Linked DNA regions of Mus musculus: region 2 is linked to region 1. Evidence: chromatin contacts called from public HiChIP or PLAC-seq data. All regions are on one chromosome and are shown on one strand. Each heading gives the region's core, a stretch centred on a gene start, on an enhancer-like site or on the middle of the called end of the contact. The rest is flanking DNA. Distances are from core to core; before and after follow the strand shown.

Evidence for each region. HiChIP or PLAC-seq counts read pairs in DNA pulled down with a chosen protein or histone mark.
Region 2: a contact with region 1 is called in an H3K4me3 HiChIP or PLAC-seq map of bone marrow-derived macrophages, with 2.0 times the contacts expected there. The contact joins two enhancer-like sites. A contact is called at or near these places in 1 of 39 promoter capture datasets (macrophages), 3 of 115 datasets of contacts at active chromatin or transcription factors (bone marrow-derived macrophages, embryonic stem cells and pancreatic cancer cells) and 2 of 9 other capture datasets (adipose tissue and pancreatic islet).

Annotation. Positions count from the first base shown.
Region 1 is chr12:111,452,627-111,458,416 of GRCm38.p6, reverse strand. It overlaps Tnfaip2 (tumor necrosis factor, alpha-induced protein 2), which reads right to left. Exons shown (of 12, transcript NM_009396.2): 12 at 3,399-4,996. The coding sequence ends at 4,855. Among named protein-coding and RNA genes, the nearest start is that of Tnfaip2, 13 kb to the right of the region's middle. Within about 2 kb of position 2,261, at least 66 of the 459 cell types and tissues checked have an H3K27ac peak or open chromatin away from gene starts, as enhancers often do. A contact at or near this core is called in bone marrow-derived macrophages, where this site is marked.
Region 2 is chr12:111,556,450-111,562,239 of GRCm38.p6, reverse strand. No RefSeq gene overlaps it. Among named protein-coding and RNA genes, the nearest start is that of 2810029C07Rik, 15 kb to the left of the region's middle. Within about 2 kb of position 2,444, at least 172 of the 459 cell types and tissues checked have an H3K27ac peak or open chromatin away from gene starts, as enhancers often do. A contact at or near this core is called in bone marrow-derived macrophages, where this site is marked.

The sequences.
Region 1 (5,790 bases), core at 1,012-3,511:
GGCTCCAACCCCCAAGTACATCAGTCTTACACATCAGCTAACTCCCCTCCACCCACCCGAGGGTGGGTGTCCCTCTAGTGCAGGCGTTGGCTACCCATACCCCAGCCTGCTCCTGATACTTTACAATAACAGCTGCTGTCTATACAGAAGGGTTGCCATGATTTACTCAGTCCTTAACATAGGGTTAGTGTCTGCATAGCTCCTAAGCTCAGACCCAGGGAACTGGAACCCCATAGATTTATTCTTCTGGGGTTGGGGTGGGACTCCAAGGTAGAGCAAGGCTAATCCCATCAATAAATGGAGAATTCTCCCCTTGTCACAGTACAGGGAAGGCAGAGCCCTGCTGAGGTCAATGCCTGCCCACCCTGTCAGAAGAGCTTTCTCTCTGAGAAGTCTCTCCTTTCCTCAGGCTGCTGTCATCTGCTCCCCTCTCTCTTGGCCTCCTCTGAATTCTCAAAGGACAGCAGCTGCTGTTCTCATCAGCATTCATGTGATACTGACCAGTTCCTTGAGCTCTCAGCTCCTAATGATGTCAGCCACACTTTCAGGGAACACCCCAGCTCTGTCCTGATCAGCAACTGTAGCAGCCCCATGGTGGTCTCCATCGCCAGGGTTCTCCTCTGTGACATACATGACATACAGATCCTGTGTCTGCCATTACTCACTCCTGTGGCCGACTCCTTCATCCTTCAATGCTTCCCTGACCCCTTTATGTCCCATTCTCCCTGCCTTCTGGGACCCCATGGTTCCTCCATGAGAACTTCTGCCTAGCTCAACTTAGCTCACTCTCTGGTAGGATCTCTTGAAATAGTTGAACCCAACTCCATCACTCTTGGTCTGCACTTGAGCCACTGAACATGGCTGGGAAAACCTCAGGCTATGGTGTACCTGCCCCCACCAAATACTAACAGTGGCTGGACCATCCTACACTGAATGTCATTGCTCCTTTCCATTCCTGGGTCCCCAAGAACTTTCATTCCTTCAATTAAGCATTTAAGTTTAAAATACCAACATCTACACAGGGCTCCACCATGAAATCACTCCAGCAACACACACGTTTAATGTATATTTATCTTCCAATTTCATTTGTTTGAAGATGACAAGCGTTGTGTACCGTGCTCTCCCTTTGTTATACGATCTGAGTTTTCTAGTCAGCACAGAGGGACCTCCTCCTCTTCATAGCTACACAGACCTTCCTTGTGCTGAGATTATCCCAGTTGCCCTCTGATGGGCACTTTGGGAGTTTCCAGCATTTTGCTTCAACAATGGAAGTGGCTGACTGGTCATTTTGCCCAATTGCTGGCCTATGGCTCAGATAAAGTCCTAGAAAGGACCTTGCCATTAAGAGGTCTGGCTACCAGTCTCGAACCCCACCCCACAGGGCTGTGCAGCATGATGTCCTCAGAACAGCGAGAGTGGAGCCCTGGTTCCCAACAAACTAACCGAGGGCACTCTCACTACTCTAGTCTTGTAAGGAGCCACAATCCCTTTCTGCGGACTTCTCCGACTGAGTTTGGCTTAGTCCCTCTACGGGTTCCCCAGGCTCCCAGCCCCCCAGCCCCCCAAGGCCTTCCTCACCTCTGGAGTAGCTCTCCAGACCACAGGCTGATAAATTGACTTTAACACAAGCCATCTCTGTCCAGAGACAGAATCTTCCTAAATTGACTTTAACACAAGCCATCTCTGTCCAGAGACAGAATCTTCCCTAGCACTCCTCTTCCCCTTGGAAGCATCAGTGTTCCTTATGACGTCTTCAGGGGCTCTTCTCTGCCTCCCATTTCAAGGCAAGAGCCTGAGGGGTTCCTCCAGGTCACAAGTCACTAAATCCTCTCTTCAAACTCTCTAAACCCTCCCTTTACAGCTGGAATGAACCTGGTCTGTCTAATGCACTGCTTTCGAGCCTGTCTTCCTCATGGGGTCCCCTCCCAGGCCTTGCTTTCACCCCATAATTCCACCGCCTTTCACCCTACAGCCTGGCTGTTCCCAGTTTCCATCTGCCCACCTTTGTCCAGGTGACTCCCAGTCCAGGTCTGCACTAGGGGCTCCTCAAGTCTGGGGTTCCAGCCAACCTTCTTCTCTTCAGGCCAGACCCCTCTGGCTAGAGTTGTGCGATTGATCTCTCAACTGGCACCCTGCTGTGCTAGCTCTCCTTAACTATTCTTTTACTTGGTGTTTGTGTGGGCCTTGGAAAACAGTGGGCATTGAGGAGATTAGCCCTTCCGTGTGGGCCCTGGTGGACGGATGTACAGCAGTGAGATCATACAGGGTGACCTCTCCCCCAGCTCAGCATTCGGGAGCCGGCAGGCTTGATGTACAGAACCTCTGCCCCCAGGCCTGATGACTCATTTCCCTTTTCTGGGGGCAAATTCTGTTTCTCATGGGATTTTCCTGGAGAAATGACTGGTGAAGAAGGCGAGGCACCTAGGCTAGTGACCGGAGCTGAGCCTCATGGTCCTCACGGTCCCAGAGAACCAGGAGCCACTGGAGACACCCCAGCACTGCCGTCCTCTATGTGTGCACCCTGGCACTTGGGGGCTCAGTGTGGTGTGTGGCCATCTGACCCAGAAGCTTAGTTTCCTCTTGCTCTTCAGCCAAGATCCCTCCTCTCACGCTAATGGGAGGTCCCAGGTATGGTAAGAATGTCTGACTCCAGTTCCCTGCACTCTGTGAGGGAGCCTGAGACCGGCACAAGTCTGCAGCTGGTCTCAGCGGCGTGGCACCGAGGGATCCTGCCCCAGCTGTCCTTTTGCTCTCTAGCCAGCCCGTCTTCCCTCTTCATGATAGGATTCACCCCATCCCCATCCCATGGAGTTCTCCAGCAGGACACACAGACACAGAGACAGGCACACACGCACACACACACAGACACACACACAAATAAGCACCACATGTCCCTCACTGGGACACTGGGAGGGGTGCGCTAATTCCTCACCACACCCCTGAATTCTTGAACTCTGTGGAATGGGTTTGTCATGTTCCTTTATTCCCTAGAGACTCTGCTCTGCCTCAAATCCTAGGTCCAGACCAGGATGCAGAGGAAGAGGCCGTCATGCCCTTCCCACTGCACGTAAACCAGGAACTTCTTGTTCACCGAGTCCAAACACGGAGTTAACATGATGACCTCCCATATCTCACCTTCCCACCAGCTCTGCCCCACAGCCTCAGGATGACCAGTTGCCAACTTCTAGGCAAAGAGACATGCAGGGGCGAAGGAAGCCGTCTATATCTGGAAGGGGGCAAACGTACTATAGGCTGGACCCTAGGAGCTGAGAAGCCAGAACTGTGAAGTGAACCAGAACTAGAGAGAGGGTTTGCAGACACAGGAGGTAGAAGAAGCTGCTAGAAACAGCTCGGCCCCTCCCCCAACTTTGCAATTCCCCAAATAAACCACTCCACAGTCACTTTTGAAATCTGTTTTATATCAAGCTATATAAAAAAGAAATCTCTGGATTCTGTCCTGAGTACACACATACAAAACCAACACTATAAAAATAATATTAACAATATTAATGTCATCAACAAGCGGTCGTCTACAAGAATACAAAGGCTGTGTGTGCTGCTCACCCTGGCCAGCTCCAGCAAGTACCTGGGGGAGGGGACAGAGGAGAAGCTTCAAATCCCAGCCTCGAATCATGACAAGTCAAGGCTGGGCCAGTGCCGAGAAGAGCTCTCATGGCTAGAGAGGAGCAGGATCTGTGGAGTAGCAGGTGCCTTGATGGCAAACTGCCTTGCTGTTTTCCAGTGTAGCCCCCGTGGGACCCACTGGTCCCCAGAGCCAATGACTATTGGGTGACAGGAGTTAGTTAATGGGGTGGCTGCTGAGTCTCTGGGCAGATTCACTGCAGTCACGGGGATCCTAAGTCACAGTGGGATCCGAACCAGTGGAGACTGTGGTGGTGTGAGGAGCATATGTAGCTGTCCCTGGCTCTGAAGGTACAAGGTCCTCAGACAAAAGATGGGGGTAACCTCTAAAGACTGGGGAAGACCAGGAAACAATTCTCCCTGGGGCTTCCAGAGGCAGTGGGCCCTGACCACATTTAGACTTCAGTCTGATAATAGACTTGTGATTTGCAGAACTGAAGGAAAAGTGGTAGTTCAAGCCCACTTGCCGTGGAAGTTTGGCACAGCACCAACAGGAAGCCAGTAAAGCACTTGCCAGACCCCTGCACTCCCACCAGACTCCAGACGGTGGCCTCTGGCTTATTCCTAAATGCAAGAAGATTTGATCTGAGAGAACCCGGGAGGTCCCTGCTCTGCGAAGGCTTCCAGGGTCACTTCCCAAACACATCCATACACACACAGAGGGGCAGGGCAGCCCATGGGGAGTGAATAAGAGGGTCCTGCTAGCTGAGTGGTACCAGGGGACACTTTGCAGGGTCTAGCTCTGTCATGGGCACTTCACAGGCCTGCTTCCAGGCCCCGGGTCAGATACTAGTTCTTCTTTCTTCCCTTGTTTTTAGTTCTATCTCATGACATCCCTGGGCTGAAGGAAATGGTATAAATGAGGCTTCACCCCTGATCCTAGGGAGCTGGACAGGGCAACTCAGACCGTTAAAAGGCAGACTACAGTGTAGGTAGACAAAGGTCACTCTACCCAAGATGAATAATCATTTACAAGAAATCTCTTGCATGCTCAGATGTCAGCTCCCTTCAGTGAGGTCTGGACCCCACTGGATCCATCATCTGTGCGATCTTGGCTGTCAGATCTTGTTCCAGAGCCAGGGCTGGGCAGAAGCAACAGCAGAATGTGGGAGCCTGATGATGGGTCATGGAGCTGGAGCCACTGAGCATCCCCAACTGGTGTGGTGCCTGGTGTTCCCTGGGCCTCATTAGCATATCAGACCTTCAGAAAAGCTAAGTAACCTTTATAAGGGAGAACAGGGGCCTGGGAGGCTCCTGCACTCCCGTGTTGATGTCCAGTATGTTCCGGATGCTCCTGACTTCACTGCTTGGTAGATTGCCCTTGATGGCCAGGATGGCGTTCAGGTGGCCTTTGCTGGCAAGGAGAGAGTACACCCTGTCAGCCCCACGGTCACAAACACTCCTGCTCACAAACACTCCTCCTCCTCGATGGCTGTCCTGACTCCAGACACGGCCACAGAACCTGCAGCCAGCTGCTCTGCCCAGTAGGTAGCCTTGCCTTCTCTGGGTCTTCTTAAGTTCAGCTAAATGTCATGTCTCTAAGTGGCTTTGCACTCTCTGGTCAGCAGCCCCTGTAATTCACTAGAACTTGGAATTTTCTCTTTCTGTCCAATCGTCTCATCATGCTTAGCCCTCAGCAGGCTGTCAGCTACAGGAAGAGGACTGGGACCTTGCTTGCCCAGTACCTCACTGCATCCTGCAGCATAGAGCAGCAGCGGGTCCAGTACTCAGAATACTAATCAAGGGCTGTCGGTGGGATCAAAGGAGAGGGATAAGTGAACAGGTGGGTAGATGAGAGAGTGCAAGGATGGATGGGTAACTGTATGGAAGGGTGCAAGGATGGACAGATGGACGGATAGATGGACAGATGGATGAATGGATGGGTAACTGCATGAAAGGATGGATGGATGGATGGATGGATGGACAGATGGATGAACAAATGGATGGACAGATGGACAGATGGATGAATGGATGGGTAACTGCATGGAAGGATGGATGGATGAATGGATGGATGGATAGATAGATAGATAGATAGATAGATAGATAGATAGATAGATGGACAGATGGATGAACAGATGGATGGACAGATGGACAGATGGATGAATGAATGGGTAACTGCATGGAAGGATGGATGGACAGATGGATGGA
Region 2 (5,790 bases), core at 1,195-3,694, 100 kb before region 1:
TGGAATCAGCTGAGAGCTCAGCCTGGGGCAGGCTTGTTAGAGTATCCTCAAAAGGATTCACTGAGGGGGAAAGATGCCCCGGCCTCAGAGCAAACAGCATCTTCCATGTGTAAAGAGGTCCAATCACAAACAGTGCCTGAATAAGGCATTTTTAAGCCAGAATGGGGCTCCAGCCTTTTTTTTTTTTTTAATATATATGAGCACATTTTAGCTGACATCAGATACATTAGAAGAGGACATCTTTGTTGCATTACTGATGGTTGTCAGCCACCACGTGGTTGCTGGGAATTGAAGAGCAGTCAATGCTATTAACTACTGAGACATCTCTCCAGCCCCAAGGGACTCCAGCCTTTAATCCCAGGATTTGAGAAGAAGAGTGAGTTTGAGGCCAGCTTCATCTACATAGTGAGTTCTAGGACAACCAGAAGTACATAGAGAGATCCTGTAGATAGATAGATGGATGGATGGATGGGTGGATGGATGGGTAGATAGAAGTAAATAAATAAAAGTTTTGGGGGGCTGGAGAGATGGTTCAGCAGTTAAGAGCACTGACTGCTCTTCCAGAGGTCCTGAGTTCAATTCCCAGCAACCACATGGTCGCTCACAGCCATCTGTTAAGGGATCTGATGCCCTCTTCTGGTGTGTCTGAAGACAGCTACAGTGTATCCATATAAATGAAATAAAGTCTTTTAAAAATAAAATAAAAAATAAAAGTTCTTGTAGGGCACCCAGAAACAGTGACCACCAGTTCAGCACAGTATTGCACACACACAGCAGTATTGCACACACACAGTATTACACACACACAGTATTGCACACATACAGTATTGCACACATACAGTATTGCACACACACAGCAGTATTCCACACACACAGCAGTATTCCACACACACAGCAGTATTCCACACACACAGCAGTATTGCACACACACAGTATTGCACACATACAATATTCCACACACACAGCAGTATTCCACACACACAGTATTCCACACACACAGCAGTATTACACACACACAGCAGTATTACACACACACAGCAGTATTACACACACAGCAGTATTCCACACACACAGCAGTATTCCACACACACAGCAGTATTACACACACAGCAGTATTCCACACACACAATATTGCACACACACAGTATTGCACACACACAGTATGCCACACACTCAGTATTACACACACATAGTATTGCGCACATACAGTATTGCACACACACAGTATTCCACAACACAGCAGTATTCCACAACACAGCAGTATTGCACATACACAGTATTGCACACACACAGTATTGCACACACACAGTATTCCACAACACAGCAGTATTGCACACACACAGTATTGCACACACAGAGTATTGCACACACACAGTATTGCACACACACAGTATTCCACACACACAGTATTCCACAACACAGCAGTATTGCACACACACAGTATTCCACACACACAGTATTGCACACACACAGTATTCTGTTTCTCCTGTGCAGTTGGACAATGGGGGCGATCGTGACTAACACTGCTATAATATTAACGGACAAGCTGCTACTTGGAGGCAACTTCTTTCACTCCTGGGTGTGTTCCGAGCAGCAGCATTGCTCACTTCCTTGGTACCCCCATGTTTAAGCTCTTGAAGACCGGAAGACTCACTTTCTAAAGCTGGTGTGCCATCTTACTCTTCCCACCCCACCCCCGACTCCCAGCAGTGCGAGTGCAAGATGGTCCCCACTGCCCACTGTCTCTGCCTGGTTTCTTTTGTCTTTGCATGGATAAATCACAGGCTAGGTAGCACAACTGAACAGACTTTCCCTCTCCCATGGCAACATCCCCATCTAATGCAATCTGTTTCTTTGGCTTAAGGCTATATCACTCTAATTTCTGCCTTTGTTTATTGCCACCCCCCGAGTGTGTGTGTGTGTGTGTGTGTGTGTGTGTGTGTGTGTGTGTGTGTGTGTGGTGTACACTTGTAACCTTAGCAATAGGAAGGCAGAGAGGCAAGAAGGTTGAGGTCTGAGGTCAGCCTGGGCAGCATAGCCAGAGGCTGTCAGAACTGAAACAAGTGAGGCACATGGCACGTGCTTCTTTCTCAGGACGGCACAGGCAATTACATCTGAAAAGCAGCCAGATGATTCAGGATAAGCTTCTCGCCTCCATGCACCTTTTGCCATATAAGGTAACACACAGGTTGTGAGATTCGGAGTGGAGTGGAATCACATCGTGGTTTTGAACGATGCTGGTCCCTTCCCGTGGGGAAATTGTGCACACATCCTTTGTCCAGCTTTCAAGCCCCTTGTTCCTCATCATTGATTTGTAAGTTCCTTATACAGCAGTGAGATCGGAGCGGAGGATGAAACAGGAAGTGGCAGGAACCCACTCCTCGTCTGGATGACGTCACAGCAGAATCTGTCGGTTGTGACTGTCGTGAATCCCTGGAGTCTGCTGGAAAGTTTGCAGTTTCCAGACCGAGGCTTGTGCTGCTCGGTTCCTCTGACACACTGTGGTAGGAGACTAGGGACCTGTAACTGTGTGAGTGTGGGTGTATTTACCCGTGCATGCGCATGTGGAGGACAGAAATTGATGTTTCGTGTCTTCCTATATTCGGTATGGCATATTGATATCTGATGTCTTCCTATATTCAATACAATATATTGATGTCTGATGTCTTCCTATATATTATATTAATGTCCAGTGTCTTCCTATGTCAATATGGTATAGTGTTGCAATCTTATTTTTTTGAGGCAGGCTCACGTACTGGAGTTCACTGCTTTGGCTAGATTGGCTGGCCCGTGAGCTCCCATGATCTGTCTCTACTCTCCAGTGCTGGGGTTATACACTCGAGCCACCGAGTCTGGCTTTTATATGAATTCTGGGGATTCAAACTTAGGTCCTCATGACTGAACAGCCAGCACCTTACCCACTGAACTATCGAGTCAGCCCAATGGGTAATATAATGGGCAGAAATGTATTGTCTCGCTGGGCTGGAGCCAGTCCACCATTGTGTGAGGGTCAGCATCTGGTAAGGGCCTTCTTGCCTGAAAAAGGAGAAGAAAGAATTGCAGAAAAATAGAACAAGGGATTGTTGTTTTGTTTTTAAACTAAATGAGGAAAGAGATCATGTGGAAAAACAAACCAATGGCTGAGAACTTCTTAATTGTGATGAAATACAAAATAGTAGGAGTAGTAATGATAATGATGATGATGATGAGAGATTCTACTGAGACCCAGATGGCCAGGAAATGCTCCACCTTCCTCAAGAGCTCCCCGAGAAAGGAGATGATAACTGCTCATTTCCAGTCGTAATTCTTCCCTCACTCAGCCCCTAACTGAGAGCCACCACTGTCAACCAGGCCACACCCTACAACTTCACAGTGTCCATAGGAGATAATGGGAACCTGCCAGATGTACCCAGTCACACCCAGGCCCTTTAGGACCCAAGCCTGGAGTGTCTGGAGAACCTGCAAATACTCCCACTGATGGAAGAGGTCCCTTTCCCTGTGACCACCAATAAAAATTTTAACAACCAATCTACCCTAAAAGGAGATTCTAGCTCTTAGGAGGCAGAGGTGAGAGGATGGAAAACATATGGCCAGCCTGAACTACATAGCAAGCTTGAATCCACCCTGGTCTACATAAAGAGACCCTCTCTCTCTCTGTCTCTGTCTCTGTCTCACATACACACACACACACACACACACACACACACACACACACACACACACAGGAGGGAGGGATAAGAAATTCCCAGATAGGGCCGGCGTGGTGGCACACGCCTTTGATCCCAGCACTTGGGAGGCAGAGACAGGCAGATTTCTGAGTTCAAGGCCAGCCTGGTCTACAAAGTGAGTTCCAGGACAGCCAGGGCTACACAGAGAAACCCTTTTCTCAAAAAACCAGGAAAAAAAAAAAAGAAAAGAAAAGAAAAGAAAAGGAAAGGATAGGAAAGGAAAGGAAAGGAAAGGAAAGAAAAGAAAAAAAAAAAAAAAGAAATTCCCAGATAAACAAAAGCCAAGACCATTCTAGTGAATCACTAGGCTCCCTGAAAACTAAATCCTAGGCATGGTGCTTCGTGCCTGGAACACTAGCTCTTTCCAGAGACAGAGGCAGGAGGATCACTGTGAGTTTGAAACCAGCCTATGCTAACAGGAAGTCCAAATTAACTACAGAATAAGACCCCATCTCAAAAACAAAACAACAACAACAACAACAAAACAGAACAAAACAAACAAAACTCCAAATAACAAACAAATTAAAAAGAAAAAATAAAGCAAAATAAGAAGAGACTGCATCCTCATCCCTAAATAGGAAGTCTTCATGTTCTGGAGACTAAATCAGACTCAAAGGGCCAAACGCTGCAGGTTTCCTTCAATGTGCAGAGATCAGATTTGTTTACATGGTGGTAACAAAACTAGAGAGGGCTGGCTGTGCCGGAGGTGGAGAGCCCGTGAGGGAAGTGGGACTAGAGAAGGCAGGAGGGTCAGCCCTAATACAGAAGCAGAAGCTGTGGCTCTGGGGAAGGAGGAGGTCACTGTGGTGGGGGGACTGGGGAGGTGGCTCATTGGCTAAGAGAGCTTCCCAGCACCCAGATGGCGGCTCACAACTGTTGACTTCATAACTCCTTCTGACCTCCGGGGTGACCAAGCACACGTATGGTATACATACATGCAGGTAGACTCTTCATAAACATAATTGATAATTTTTTCAAAAGGCCACGGGAATTGAGGAGAGCAGTGAAGTATACTCTCTCCTCAGAATACAAAAGTAAATTAGGTATAATGAAGAATCCAGTGAAATAGGAGGTTTGCACAACACAGTAAACCATCTATAGCCAACAGAGGCACACAGGCCACTACCCAGGGAAGACAGTGAACACCTCACAAGGACACGGAGACCTCCTTCAGGACAAAACATATGGGGAGGTGTGCACAAATCCAGGCCTGATGTATTTTCAAAGCTGTGCAAAGGGTCTCTTTGCCCACAACAGGAGGATGTGAGAGCTCCCAAAGATCAAGTCAGGGACAGTTGGAGCACTAAGGAGGAGAGGCAGGAGACTGGGGAATTCCAAGCCTCCGTGGTCTGTGCAAGAGCCCCTCTCCAAAGGAGTAAAAAAGTCCTATGAATAACTGTCCATTAGAATTTTGATTTATGGTTTATCATGTTTTATATACGTATTCTTTAGTATATGCCAAATATATTACAAAGAAAAACAGAAAAAAAAAACACGCCTTTAACCTCAGCACTTGGAAGGCAGAGGCAGATGGATATCTGTGAGTTTGAGGCTTGCCTGCTCTACAGAGTGAGTTGCAGACAAGGTTACATAGAGAAAAAAAAAAATCAAACCAAAACAAAACAAAAGAGTAAAACGATTATTAAAAAAATCTCTAAAGGAGAGGGGAAGCAAGATACTCAGCTAACTTACCAATAAAATGGAGAGCAGAATAAAGAGTCATGTCAAACCTACCCACTGTGGACGATGAGATCATTGCCCCAAAATACTTATTCCCTTACCTTGATTTCCAAGGAGCATGCCTTGGCTCCATCAGGGTGGGGCTGAGCTATGTGACTTGTTTTGATCAACAAAATGTAAGAGATATAACTCAGATAGAGGCTTGAGCTATGCTCCTCATAGGTTTGGGCGTGACTTCTACCTCCAGAAACATTCCTCATGTGGAAATAAAATGAAGACAAGCCTAGAGTCAAGTCCAGCCAAGTCCTGGGAGATCAGTTGAACCAAAGATAAGCTGTAGGTTTGTAGAAAGAAAGCAGTATTCTTTTGTCACTGAAGTTTA